Linked DNA regions of Sus scrofa: all the other regions are linked to region 3. The links are chromatin contacts, called in public HiChIP or PLAC-seq maps. All regions are on one chromosome and are shown on one strand. Each heading gives the region's core, a stretch centred on a gene start, on an enhancer-like site or on the middle of the called end of the contact. The rest is flanking DNA. Distances are from core to core; before and after follow the strand shown. Region 1 overlaps NAMPT (nicotinamide phosphoribosyltransferase). Region 2 overlaps LOC110255500 (a long non-coding RNA gene). Region 3 has its middle 130 kb from the start of NAMPT.

Region 1 (4,236 bases), core at 277-2,776, 170 kb after region 3:
ATTAAAATACTTCAAACAAACAAAAAAGGCCAGGACCATCCAAATGGCTTCACAGGTGAATTCTGCAAACATGCAAGTGCTTACACCTGTTTCTTCACAGACTGTTCCAGAAATTGCAAAGGAAGGAACATACCCCATCGAATTCTACAAGAATAGAATCATCCTGATAACAAAAAAAAAAAAAAAAAACATCTCAGAAAAGAGAACGTTACAGGCCAACATCACCAATAATCACAGATGCAAAAAAAAAAAATCCTCAACAAAATAATAGCAAAGCAAACCCAACAATGCATTAAAGGGATTATACAGCAGGGCCAAGTGGCATGTATCCCGAGGATGCAAGGATGGTTCAGTATCCACATATCATTGTGATCTACCAATTAACAAGATAAAGAATAAAAATCATGATTATCTCAATAGATGCAGGAAAAAAAAAACTTGACAAAATACGACATCCATTCATGATAAAAGCTCTCAACAGAGTGGGTAGAGAGGTGACATACTTCAATATAAAAAATAGCCTTAGATGGTAAGCCTATAGCTAACATCATACTCAGTGCTGAAAACATTTCCTCTAAGATCAGAAACAAGACAAGGAAACAACACATCCTGACCACTTTTATTCAACATAGTATTGGCAGTCTTAGTCACAGCAGTCAGACGTGACAAAGAGATAAAAGGAATTCAAGTTGGAAAGGAAGAAAATTGAAAGTGCTTGCAAATGGCATGGTATTATCCCGTAGAAAATCCTAATGTCACCACCAAAAAACTAGAGCTCATCAGTGAACTTGGTCAAGTTGCAGCATATAAAATTATTATACAGAAATCAGCTGCATTTCTATACACTAAATAATAAACTATCAAAGAGAAATGAAGCAAACAATCCCATTTACAATCATATTAAAAAGAGCAAAATACTTAGGGATAAATCTAGTTAAGGAGATAAAAGATCTATACTCAGAAGACTCTTAAGACACTAATGAAAGAAATTGAAGATGACACAAACAGATGGAAAGATATACTGTGTTCCTGGATTGGAAGAATTAATGTTAAGTGACTATTTCCCAAGGCAATGTACAAATTTATTGCAATCCCATTGGTATCAAAATACCAATGGTATTTTTCACAGAACCAGAACAAATAATTTTTTTTTTTTATGACCACACCTGTGACATGTGGAAGTTCCCAGGCTATAGGCTGTATTGGAGCTGCAGCTGCAGGACAGTGCTACAGCCATACCAGATACAGGTCGCATCTGCAACCTCTGCCACAGCTTGTGGCAAGGCCAGATCCTTAACCCACTAGTGGGGGGCAGGAATCAAACCCACATCCTCGTGGACACCATGTTGGGTTCTTAACCCACTGAGCCGCAACGAGAATGTCCTAGAACAAATAATTTTAAAATTTGTATGGAAACACAAAAGGCCACAAACAGCCAAAACAATCTTAAGACCAACAGGGCAGGAGGTAACACATTCCCTGACTTCAGACTGTACTAAATAGCTACAATCATCAGGAGTATGGTACTGGCACAAAAACAGACACGTAGGTCATTGGAACAGAAATAAACCCACACATATGGTCAGGTAAACAGCTAATGGCGTGGTGCAGTGGTTAATGAATCCAACTGGGAACCATGAGGCTGTGGGTTCAATCCCTGGCCTTGCTCAGTGGGTTAAGGATCCTGTGTTGCCGTGAGCTGTAGTGTAAGTTGCAGACGCGGCTCGGATCCTGCGTTGCTGTGGCTCTGGCATAGGCCAGCATCTACAGCATGAGATATCACCTCACACCTGTCTGAATAGCTGTCATCAGAAAGACCACTAAAAATAGAACTACCACATGATCCGGTCCTGTGTATTTATCCAAAAAAAAGGAAAACACTAATATGAAACCTGTATGCACCCAATGTTATATTGGCATGATTTACAATAGCAAGATATAGAAGCAAGCTAAGTGTCCATCAGCAGATGATTGGATAAAGAAGGTGTGGTATATATACACAATGGAATACTACTCCGCCATAAAAAGAACAAAATTTTACCATTTGCAACATCATGGATAGACATGGGAGAGGGTATTATGCTATGTGAAATAAGTCAGACAAAGAAAGACATACATATTATCTGTATGTGGAATATAAAAAGTAAAAAATATGAATATAACAAACCATAAGCAGAGAACAAATTAGTGGTTACCAGTGGGGAGAAAGAGGGAAGGGAGGAGGAACAATATAGAAGTAGGGGATTAAGAAGTACAAGCTACTATGTATACAATAAGCTATAAAGATATATTGTATGGCACATGGAATATAGCCAGTATCTTTTAATAACTTTAAGTTGACTATAATCTATAAAATATTCAATCACTCTGTTCTCCACCTGAAACTGATAATATAAATCAACTATACTTCATTTTTAAAAAAAACAGAATATAGGAAAAGAAACAACATAATGACAAAAATTTTAGATAATGCTATGTGCTCCTCACCTTCAGATGAGATGGAAAACACATAACAGATTACTTCCATGGATTTTTCCAGAGAAACTAGAGGCAGATAATTCCTTAGTGAAACAGAAATGGCTTTACCAGACCCAAAAGGGAATTTAGTCTTAATTCTCTTAATTTATCTTTGTAACCCTGTACAGATCAAATGTTACATGTATCAGTGTTACATATACACAGTCTTTAAATCAGTGACTGTGCACTAGTCAAGAAATCAGTATCTACATATGTTTCTATTTTGGGATTGGTTACTTATTTTTAGGATTGGCTTTGCCTGCTGAAGACCAGACCTTGTTGTGATTAGCAGGTTTATTAAATTGCACATTGGCAGGTTTAATTGCAGTTGAATCTGTTGGACAGGAACAAGGGAAGGTCTGGGAGGCTTTCCTTGCTGATCTGTTAGTCATGATTCTCAGCAACAGCTATGGTTCTTGAGGACAACCAAGCAGTAAGCATCTTCTACCTGGGGAAAAAAAAAAGACATGAGTCAACTAGCTTTGTTGGTTTTTTCTTTAAGGAAATTTTTTTAAGAATGTAATACTTAGGAGTTCCCATTGTGGCTCAGTGGGTTAAGAACCTAACTAGTATCCTTGAGGATAAGGGTTCAATGCCTAACCTGACTTAGTGGGTTAAGGATCTGGTGTTTGCAGCAAGCTGCAGCATAGGTCACAGATGCGGCTTGGATCTGCCGTGGCTGTGGCTCTGGCTCTGGCTCCTAGCCTGGGAACTTCCATGTTCTGCTGGTGCAGCCCTAAAAAGACCAAAAAAAAAAAAAAAGTAGTATTTAGATAATTCCTTTTCATGAGAAGTTAAATATCTCTACATCCCATTTTAGATCATGCCTTGCTCCTCTGCCTGCTCCACCAGCGTTATTTGTGTATGAAATCGTTTCATAATTTGAACACTATGAACATCTCTGTGTATTTGACCTATCAGTGTAATTCATCAGAGCATTACTTAAGAATTTCACTTGATAGTCTGGTTTAATCATTAAATTTTAATATTTGTGCAGGATCTTCTCCATACTGTCTTCAAGAATGGAAAGGTGACAAAAAGCTATTCATTTGATGAAGTAAGAAAAAACGCACAGCTGAATATTGAACTGGAAGCAGCACCTCATTAGGCTTTGTTTTATGACTGGATGTGTGTGTGTGTGTGTACCTGCGTGTGCTTGGGTGTGTGTTTACGTGCATGCATGCACGTATACACCTGTGTGTGTGAGTATGTAATGCATAATGTTTATTGTACAGATGTGTGGGGTTTCTTTGTGTTTTATGACACATTACAGCCAAATTATTTGTTGGTTTATGGACATACTACCCTTTCATTTTTTTGTTTGTTTTTTGTTTGTTTGTTTGGGGCCAGTGTTTAGGTGATCTCAAATTAGGAAATGCACTTAACCATGTAAAAGGTAATTGCTAAAGTAAGCTTTTTAGGGCCCTTTGCCAATAGATAGTAATTCAATCTGGTATTGATCTTTTCACAAACAGAACCAAGAAACTTTTATATATATAACTCAAGATCACATAAAACAGATTTGCATAAAATTATCATGATTGCTTTATGTTTATATTTAACTTGTATTTTTGTACAAACAAGATTGTGTAAGATATATTTAAAGTTTCAGTGATTTAACAGTCTTTCCAACTTTTCATGATTTTTATGAGCACAGACTTTCAAGAAAATACTTGAAAATAATTACATTGCCTTTTGTCCATTAATCAGCAAATAAAA
Region 2 (4,783 bases), core at 337-2,836, 240 kb after region 3:
TTAACTAATGCTTTTGTTTTTTCATTCATTCATTCATTCATTTCATTCAACAAACATTTGCTTCAGCTTCCAATATATTGGGCTCAGGGATAGATCTTGCGACCAAAGAGGAATAAAACATAATCGATCCCTCTCAAGTTGTTCACAGTTTGGTAATAGCAGCTGGACAAGAAACAGGCAGACCCAATGAAGCACCTTGAGAGGCAGTACACTCCATGGTTATGAGTTCTAGAGCCAGAACACCCAGCTCCAAATCCGGCGTGACCTTGGGAAAGTCACTTAAATTCTCTGAGTCTCTGTGGCCTTATCTGTAAAACAGGGACAACAGTAGTGCCCGCCTCATAGGTTGGTCTGGTGCAAGATCTAAATGAGTTAATACATGCAAAGTGTTTAAAATGTACCTGGGGCTGAGTCCTGGCTGCTGGATCTAGTCAGTACTGGCATGACAAAGAGAAAGATGCCGAGGACACCAGAGGAGAGGTCAGGAACCCAGACCTAAAACTAACAACCTCAGAGCAGCAACTTGCCTTCTGGAACAAAGCATATCCAAAGAGAAGACCATAAGCCCCTTCCAATGTGAGAGCTGTGGGCTGGAGGTGCCAGCCAGTGGACATCTACTAAGCACCCTGAGTTCAGGCACACTGGACACAACAAACAGGAGAATTTCTCCTCCCTTGGACATGAAGGAGTTAGGAAAAGAGGGAAGACCCTCTCCATTTCACTTGGATTCATAGGAGGTTTGACAATATCTCATGGCCAAGGACAGTAGTTGAGAACAGCCAGGGATGGTTCCCCTGCTCAGGCAGGCCCCTCCTCCACCCAGGCCCCAGTTCCTGGAGCTGCATCCTCCCTCTCTGTGCATCTCCTCCCCTCTACACCCCTACGGTGCCACTGCTCCATCTCTGGTCCCATGTTCCTCTTCTATTTGTAACCACCACTGAGAAGCTGCCATCATGCACATTACACTTGCCCTCTTAGCCAGGGGGCCTACCAACCCCACACACTCACTGGCTGGGAACTTTCATGGAGCTATGGGCCAAAGCTTTAGGGAACACAGCCCCGTCCATGAAGACCCAGGTCAAGAAAGGACACCGGACACATGAGCACCAGAGCTCAGAGCAAGGCTGGCAGCTCCATGGACACTGATTCAGGGGCAAGCAGGCCAGGAGGGAGCCCTTGCTGTGTGAGACCGAATATACTCTCCTCTCAGCTGCCAGCCAGGGGTGGCCCTGGCATGAGGGTCACCCTCAGTGGTCTCCAGCTCATGATCTTGCAGCACTCACTCGCCCTGAGGGTGACATTAAGGAGAAGGGAGAAATGATGGCAAGTCCAGAAAGTCCCCAGGGTCTTAACCTTGTGCTGTCTTACTCTCTGCCACTTCTTGCCTTCTCCTTTCTCCCCACTTTCAATTTAATAAAAAAAAAATGTGGGAGGGACCAAGCACCTCGAACAACATGGATGCTAATTTCAATCCAAAACATTGGGTGTGAACCCTGGCCAACCGCCCTCAGTAAGTGCCAGCCACCTTATGCCTCTACAGCTGAAAATACCCAAGCATCTGACCAAGCAGCTGCAGCTAAATTTGGCTCTGGCAAGCCCGGGGGCTGGAATGGGTACTAGAAGCAGCAGAATGGACCTAGGGATGCAGGTGCAAGAGCCTCTGGCTACAGACAACATCCAGTGTCTTGACAGTGACAACACCTGGAGGGAAGTCAGCAAGGGAAGGAAAAGGTGGAAGGTGAGGTTCAAGGCCCCAAGGCAGTGGTATTGCCAGGACCCATCAGCCTGGTGCTGCCATCAGCAGATACCAGGCAGGTAGCATGGGTGAGTAAAACATGACGATGGAAAGAAAAGCGAATGGTAGCAACTGTGATGAATTGAGATTTAGATTTTTAAGTAACACCATGTCAGCCAAGTAAAATCCTGCCTTAGATGAGTGTGACATCCAGGCCTAGCTGTGTGGCGGAGGCAATCCCAAGGTGATTTTCCACCGATGGCCACTCATCCTTTGTTTCTTCAGCCTCCTGTTAAAATGCAGACTGTGGGTATAAGTTTCTTAGCTAACTCGATTATTCTTACTGATCCCTTTGTTTAAGAAAGAAAAACAAAAAAGAAATAATCGGCATGCAGAATAAATTGGTAAAGTAGCATTTATAAATACATTCAGAATTAATTAAATGGTACCTGGATAAAGCAGCAGTTGCTGAATGAAAAGAACATGTGGCTTGGAGTCAGACAGGCTTGTGTTTAAATCCTGGCTCTGCTACCTACTAGGAAATTAATTAACTTCCCTAAGCTGCAGCTTCCACATCGGGAGAAAGGAAATAGCATGCCTGTCGTGGATTGCTATGAAGATTAAATAAAACAATCCAGGATAGTGTTTGACATGAGACAATTCATGCTCAATAAATGTTGTATGAACTTTAATCATCTGAGAGCCAGGTTCTGCAGGACAGGGACTAAGGCGGGCAGGGGAGGAGGAGGGTGGAACAGCCCTTCACCCCTGCCAGAGCTCTCCTGGAGCCTTGCTCCCAGCAGGGTCAGGCCTCAATTCGAGCCAGCTTCTGAGCCACATGGGGCTACACTGCCCCCCTGTGCCCATTAGCTGCACTGCAGCTGCACTTGAGTTACACATCACCTCTCCTCTCTGAGGAGTATCAGGCCTGTAGAATTACTTTACCCCTTTCTCTACTTCTTGTGAGCCCCTCATGCTGTCTTATGCTGAGTTGGCTGGTTGCTGAAGATAATCATCTGAAACTTCAACAGCCTAACTTTTCCAATCTCCCAAGCAAGCTGCCCAGACTGGAGAGCATTTGTTTAGCCTCCCTGATCCAGTGCTAAGGCAGATTTCCAGCCCTGATGGTTACTGGGGTCCCCTGGAGAGATAGTAAAATAGATATCCATTTGTACCTTACAACCACTCCAGACCTATGGAAGCAGAATCTGAGGGTGAACTGGAAAATCCATACAGAAAACAAACAAACCTCAAGGGATATCAAATTCAGCTAATTTTAAAAATGCATTGTTTTAGCCACTTATTTTGCTTCCCCATCACCTCATGGGTGTGCCTTGGCTTTGTAAGGAAATACAAGCAAGAAAATACAGTGCCCTCTGCACTGAAAATTAGCATTCTCGGAGTTCCCGTTGCAGCGCAATGGAAATGAATCCGACTAGTAACCTTGAGGTTGTGGGTTTGATCCCTGACCTCGCTCAGCGGGTTAAGGATCCAGCATTGCCGTGAGCTGTGGTGCAGGTTGCAGATGCGGCTCGATACTACGTTGCTGCGGCTGTGGTGTAGGCCAGCAGCTACAGCTCTGATTGGACCCCTAACCTGGGAACCTCCATATACCGCAGGTGCAGCCCTAAAAAGCAAAAAGAAAAAAAAGAAAAAGGAAACTGGTATCCTCATGTAGCTGGAAAAGCAAGGAATGAGGAGCCAGGTAAGAAAAGGGGTAGACAGAGAGCAAGAGGCACCAAGAAAGACAAAGAAGGGCAGAAATGGGGGAAGGAAAACAGGCACAAGCACACGCACACACTCACACACACGCAGCCAGAAGAAGATGAGGAAGAAAGGGAGAGAAATGAGAAAGGAGTGGAATAAAGGCCGGAACATTTTCATGACTGTAACAACATTTTGTAAGGCAAGAGATAACCTAAACCAAATCAATGGACAAATCCTAGATTGAGGGGAAAAAATTGTTCAATCTAGGCATAGGGTTAATATCTGCAATAGGCAAATGTTGTCACATACTGGCATGGATACAAACAGCACAACAGAGAAATAAGCAAGAATTTGAGGAGAAGATCCAAATAGCCAACCCATGAAAAGGTGAGTTCTCTAGTGGTCTGGGAAATGCAGATTATTGCTTTAGAACCATGAGATTGGCAAAAATCAAAAAACCACTTACTTATGGCTAAAGAGGATGTAGGAGAAATGATTTCTTTAAATCTTGATGATAAAAGTGTAAATTGTCACAGAAAAAGCTTTCTGACACCATTTAGCAAAATTTATCACTCATCATTCAGTATATGTGTTCCATTCCTGGGACCAGATGCCCTAGAAATAAAATCACCAATACATAATGATATATGTTCAAGAATGTTCACTGTAGCATGGTAACAAAGAGGAAGTCCATTAACAGGGTACTGCTGAATAAATGTTGATATATCCAGCCCACTTGATATGTCTTATACAATAATTAAGAATGAAAAAAAGGGAGTTCCCATTCTGGCTCAGTAGGTTAAGGACCTGACATTGTCTCTATGAGGATGCACACTCCATCCCTGGCCTCACTCAGTGGGTTAAGAATCCCACGTTGCCACAAGCTGCAATATAGGTCACAGATGCTGCTCGGATCTGGTGTTGCTGTGGCTGTGACATAGGCACAGCTCTGATTCAACACCCTAGCCCCAGAACTTCCACATGCTGTGGATGTGGCCATAAAAAGAAAAAAAAAAAAAAAGAGGAGTTCCCTTCATGGTGCAGCAGAAACGAATCAGACTAGGAACCATGAGGTTGAGGGATCGATCCCTGGCCTCACTCAGTGGGTTAAGGATCTGGCATTGCCATGAACTGTGGTGTAGGTCACAGACATGGCTCAGATCTGGCGTTGCTGTGGCTCTGGCATAGGCCAGCAGCTACAGCTCCGATTCAATCCCTAGCCTGGGAATGTCCATATGCCATGGGTGCGGCAGTAAAAGGACAAAAGACCGGAAAAAAAAAAAAAAATAAATGAAAGCCGTATCACAGTTGGAATTTAAGGGATTGACTGTTTGTTGTATA
Region 3 (4,695 bases), core at 1,542-4,041:
CCCCGTCTCCCTTCATCCTCATGGTGCTGCAGGGAGACGAGGAGGCAGGTACCATGATCCCCACTGTCCAGATGAGGAAACCATGAGGCACAGAGAGCCGTGACCTGCCCAAGGTCACACACAGGTGCAGGCTTTGTGTTTGAACATTGGCCCCCAGTCTACGTCTTGGCTGCTTAGGCCCCTGCCTAGCCCTATGCCTGGAGTGGTAACTCACCCTGAATTTTTTTAGAGGCATTCTAGAAGATTCTGACATTCATCCAGGTTTGAGAGCTTTGTTCCCCTAAACTGTCTGTCTCAGCCTCAGTGGGTGAATGGGTTAAATATAGGAACCTAATTGCTAAACGTGGTTAGAGGGTAAAAAGAAGTGGTCCCTGGACAAGGAGATGCCGTATGATGGCACATTAGGGCAGGTAGCAAAGAAATGGCAGTTCTTTTCTTTTTTTGCTTTTTAGGGCCACTCTGAGGCCTATGGAGGTTCCCAGGCTAGGGATCCAATCAGAGCTACAGCTGCTGGCCTATAGCACAGCTGCAGCAACACCAGTTCTGAGCAAGCCATGTCTGTGACCTACACCATAGCTCACAGCAACACTGGATCCTTAACCCACTGAGCGAGGCCAGGGATCGAACCTGCATCCTCATGGATACTAGTCAGGTTCGTTAATCGCTGAGCCACAACGGGAGCTCCGTTTTTTACTTAATCTGTTTAGATGTTTCGAATGTGCCCAAAGTAAAATCTTTCCTATAGACAAGGCCAAGGGAAGGACTGGGACTAGGTGGACCCTCATGGATCCACCCCACCAACAACTACGATCCAAATTAAAATGTCCAGAGTGGACAGAACTGATCCCCCTGTGGTGCAACGGGGTTGGGAGTGTCTTGAGAGCACTGGGACGCAGTTCCAGCCCTGGCCCAGCACAGTGGACTAAGGATCTGGTGTTGCCACACCTGAGGCTTTGGTCACACCTAACGGCTGGGATCTCAGCCCTGGCCCAGGCACTCTGTATGCCGCAGGGTGGCCAAAAAGAAAAACAAAACAAAACAGAATAGGTAGAGCAGAAAAGAGCCCATATCTGTCTGGGCAACACACACACACACACACACACACACACACAGTCCTCTTCTCTCTTCAGCATAGAAAGGCCTGAGAAATTGCAAGCTGACCTGTGGTCGCCTTTGGCCCATTAGAAATTCAAATCTGCTGTAATTAGACATCTCCAAGGATTTCCAAGGCCCAGAGTGTTATAGAAGCTTAGAGCCAAAAGTATTCCCAGGGCGACAGAACAGAGGGCGAGACAGTAGACAGATTTGAGGGCAGAAATCAGCTTAGGTATTTGAGACACTACAGAGACCTGCCTGGGAAAATAAAAGAATAACGTTTATTAAGACCTGATACTTACCTAATCCTGTGCTCTCCTGTGCACCTCATTTCGTTCTCAAGTAGCTCTAGGGGTAGGTGTTTTAGTTCTGTTTCACAAGTAAGGAAACCAAGGCTTAGACAGGGTGGTGTTTCTCCAAGGTGACCCAAACAGTAAAAAACAAACAAAACCAAAAAAATAAAATATTTTGGCAAAAAAAAAAAAAAAAAGAACCAGGACTTGAAATCCAGGTCTTCAAGGACACAAGGTCTGCACCCACCCGAGTGCATACAGATGCGCACCTGTATTTTGGCAGAGGCAATGTCTACTAAGTTCTGGGCTCTGTCTTAAGTACTTGACAAATATTAACTCCCTTAATACTCACAGTGACCCTAGGACATAAGCATCACCATTATTCCTAGGTCCTAGGGGAGGAAATTGAAGCAAATAGAGATTATGGGGGTTGCTAGGACCCCATATCTAGGGGCACAGCCAGTGGCCTGGCCAGGAGCCCTTCCTTCTCATTATCTCCCTGCAGAGCCTCTACATGAAGGGAAGTACATTTCCTGAGCACTTACTCTAGGCCAGGGCCTGCTGGGACAGTTTGGAGAGCTGTAAATTTATTACTGTTAGCTTATGTGGTCAGTGAGTATAGATGCTAAAGGCCTCTGAAGACCATGTGGCGGCTAGATTATAAGCCTGACTCTGGAGTCAGACCCTGACGTTCACTTGATCCGTGACTTTGAGTCAGTGCTCTAACCTTTCAGTGGCTCTTTCCTCATCTGTAAGGTGAGAACCATCATGGTTTCGACTTGAGACTAGGGGTACAGATTAGTTATTTTTGCATCACATGCTTAGCATAGTGGCTGGTAGTAGAAAGTGCTGGAGGTTGTTTTTTTTTTTTAAAGGCGAGGGGAGGAGCTGGCACACAAAGTACAGGGCTCAGAGGGGTCCTGGTGAAATTCTGAGCTGGAGCCCAAGCGTCCAGGTCAGCATCTATACAGCGCTGTGGCTGTGGTTTCCATCTCCTGCAGGGTCCCTCCCTACCAGCTGGCCTTTGGCAGGTCCAGCCTCATAAGAGCCCTGGCCAGCCATTGCTATTTTAAGCTGGGGAGATGAATTGGCTCTCTCCTGAGAAATAAGCTAAAAGTGGAAATGAACAGTAAGGAGGAGGCTGCAGCAAGCCAGAAGAACCTTGTCCACCCCAGACCAGAGAGCCTGTCCTGGATAGGGGCTCAGACGCTGCCCTCCTTGATACAGAACCCTGACGGCCTGGCAGTTAATCAGCATTGCCAGGCCATTTGACATGGCAGGAAGTAATAAATGATTCTGTAGATCCAGTGTAACCACTTTGTGTCAAGGCCAGGACTGTGCCTGAAGGGCCCTCCTGGCAACCTGCAGACAGGGGAGTGAGGCTGATAGCAGCACAGCCATCACCAGTCTGGTGCTTACTCCTCCACCTTCTGCCCAGCCTGGGCTGCCTTCCCCGTATCAGAAACCCTGAGGCCCTGGAGATTTGCTTCATGGAGTCAGAATGTATGAGTGGAGAGGGCCAGCACAGGTAGGAGCTCTTATCCATTTTATCTTTCTCACAGACCAGAGGACCACAGTTGCAAAGCTTTAAGCATACGCCGGGCAAAATCAGACTTACATTTTATTTCTTTTTTTAATTTTATGATGATTTTTGGTTTTTCATTATAGCTGGTTTACAGTGTCCTGTCAATTTTCTACTGTACAGCAAGATGACCCAGTTACACATACATGTATATATTCTTTTTTCTCACATTATCATGCTCCATCATAAGGGACTAAGATATGGTTCCCAGTGCTGTACAGCAGGATCTCATTGCTTATCCACTCCAAAAGCAATAGTTTGCATCTACTAACCCCAAATTCCCAATCCATCCCACTCCCTCCCCCTCCCCCTTGGCAACCACAAGTTCTCCATGTCCATGATTTTCTTTTCTGTGGAAAGGTTCATTTCTGCTATATATTAGAATCCAGATATCAGTGATATCATATGGTATTTGTCTTTCTCTTTCTGACTTCACTTAGTATGAGAGTCTCTAGTTCCATCCATGTTGCTGCAAATGGCATTATTTTGTTCTCCTTTATGGCTGAATAGTACTCCATTGTGTATATATACCACATCTTCTTAATCCACTCATCTGCCTATGGACATTTAGGTTGTTTCCATGTCTTGGCTATTGTGAATAGAGCTGCAATGGACATGCGGGAGCCTGGGTCTTTTTCAAGGAAAGTTTTGTCCACATATATGCCCAAGAGTGGGATTGCTGGGTCATATGGTGTCCTATATTTAGTTTTCTAAGTTACCTCTATCCTGTATTCCACAGTGGTTCTACCAATTTACATTCCCACCAACAGTGTAGAAGGGTTTCCTTTTCTCCATACCCTCTCCAGCATTTGTTATTTGTGGACTTATTAACGATGGCCATTCTGACCAGTGTCAGGTGGTACTTCATGGTAGTTTTGATTTGCATTTCCCTAATCATCAGTGATGTTGAGCATTTTTTCATGTGCTTGTTGGCCATCTGTATATATTCTTTGGAGAAATATCTATTCAGGTCTTTTGCCCATTTTTCAATTAAGTTGTTGGCTTTTTTGCTGTTGAGTTGTATAAGTTGTTTGTATATTTTAGAGATTAAGCCTTGTCAGTTGTATCATTTGAAGATTTTTTCTCCCATTCTATAAGTTGTCTTTTTGGTTTTTTTTTTTTTTTTTTTATGGTTTCCTTTGCTGTGCAAAAGCTTGTCAGGTTGATTAGGTCCCACTGGTTTATTTTTGCTTTTATTTCTGTTGCTTTGGGAAGGAACAGACTTGCATTTTAAAGGGTGGAGGCTCTGGTTGCTGTGTGGAGAATGTGTTAAATGAAGGGAGCTGAATTTTGAGTCTAGTGCAGTGTCTGGGTGAGAGGCCATGGTGGACTCAGGTGGGGATGATGGAATCCAGAGAGATATGATGGCATTTAAGGGGGTCCTGACAAATAAGTGCATCTCCATTTATCAAGTTTTTCAGAGCAGCAACATTGAAAAGCCACACAGTCAACACAAAGAAGAAATCTCAGATCTCGTGCCAGCCAAAGTACAGATCTCAAAGCTCCCTGGGAGTTATCAGAAAATTCTTGGTGCTTTATTTGCAAACTTGTCAGAAATGTGGTCCAGACAGTGAGCAACTGAAGATGATTGTGTGACTAGAAAGAGTTGGAAAGGAATTAGGCTAGGAATTCTGTGAGTTTCAGCACCTTGCAGATCCTTCCCTGCCCAGCATCCTTAGAGCAGAGCATCAGGACCTTGACCACAGAGGCCACATGTCTCAAAAA

Evidence for each region. HiChIP or PLAC-seq counts read pairs in DNA pulled down with a chosen protein or histone mark.
Region 1: a contact with region 3 is called in an H3K27ac HiChIP or PLAC-seq map of skeletal muscle. The contact joins two enhancer-like sites. A contact is called at or near these places in 1 of 47 Hi-C or Micro-C datasets (skeletal muscle) and 1 of 2 datasets of contacts at active chromatin or transcription factors (skeletal muscle).
Region 2: an H3K27ac HiChIP or PLAC-seq map of skeletal muscle shows a contact between it and region 3, with 7 times the contacts expected there. The contact joins two enhancer-like sites. A contact is called at or near these places in 4 of 47 Hi-C or Micro-C datasets (embryonic fibroblasts, liver and skeletal muscle) and 1 of 2 datasets of contacts at active chromatin or transcription factors (skeletal muscle).

Annotation. Positions count from the first base shown.
Region 1 is chr9:106,122,146-106,126,381 of Sscrofa11.1, reverse strand. It overlaps NAMPT (nicotinamide phosphoribosyltransferase), which reads left to right. Exons shown (of 11, transcript NM_001031793.2): 11 at 3,515-4,236. The coding sequence ends at 3,625. It overlaps LOC110255500 (a long non-coding RNA gene), which reads right to left. Exons shown (of 2, transcript XR_002335906.1): 2 at 1-4,236. Among named protein-coding and RNA genes, the nearest start is that of NAMPT, 38 kb to the left of the region's middle. Within about 2 kb of position 1,526, at least 2 of the 83 cell types and tissues checked have an H3K27ac peak or open chromatin away from gene starts, as enhancers often do. A contact at or near this core is called in skeletal muscle, where this site is marked.
Region 2 is chr9:106,048,279-106,053,061 of Sscrofa11.1, reverse strand. The region is part of intron 1 of LOC110255500 (a long non-coding RNA gene); the gene reads right to left. Among named protein-coding and RNA genes, the nearest start is that of SYPL1, 65 kb to the right of the region's middle. Within about 2 kb of position 1,586, at least 15 of the 83 cell types and tissues checked have an H3K27ac peak or open chromatin away from gene starts, as enhancers often do. A contact at or near this core is called in skeletal muscle, where this site is marked.
Region 3 is chr9:106,292,462-106,297,156 of Sscrofa11.1, reverse strand. No RefSeq gene overlaps it. Among named protein-coding and RNA genes, the nearest start is that of NAMPT, 130 kb to the right of the region's middle. Within about 2 kb of position 2,791, at least 10 of the 83 cell types and tissues checked have an H3K27ac peak or open chromatin away from gene starts, as enhancers often do. A contact at or near this core is called in skeletal muscle, where this site is marked.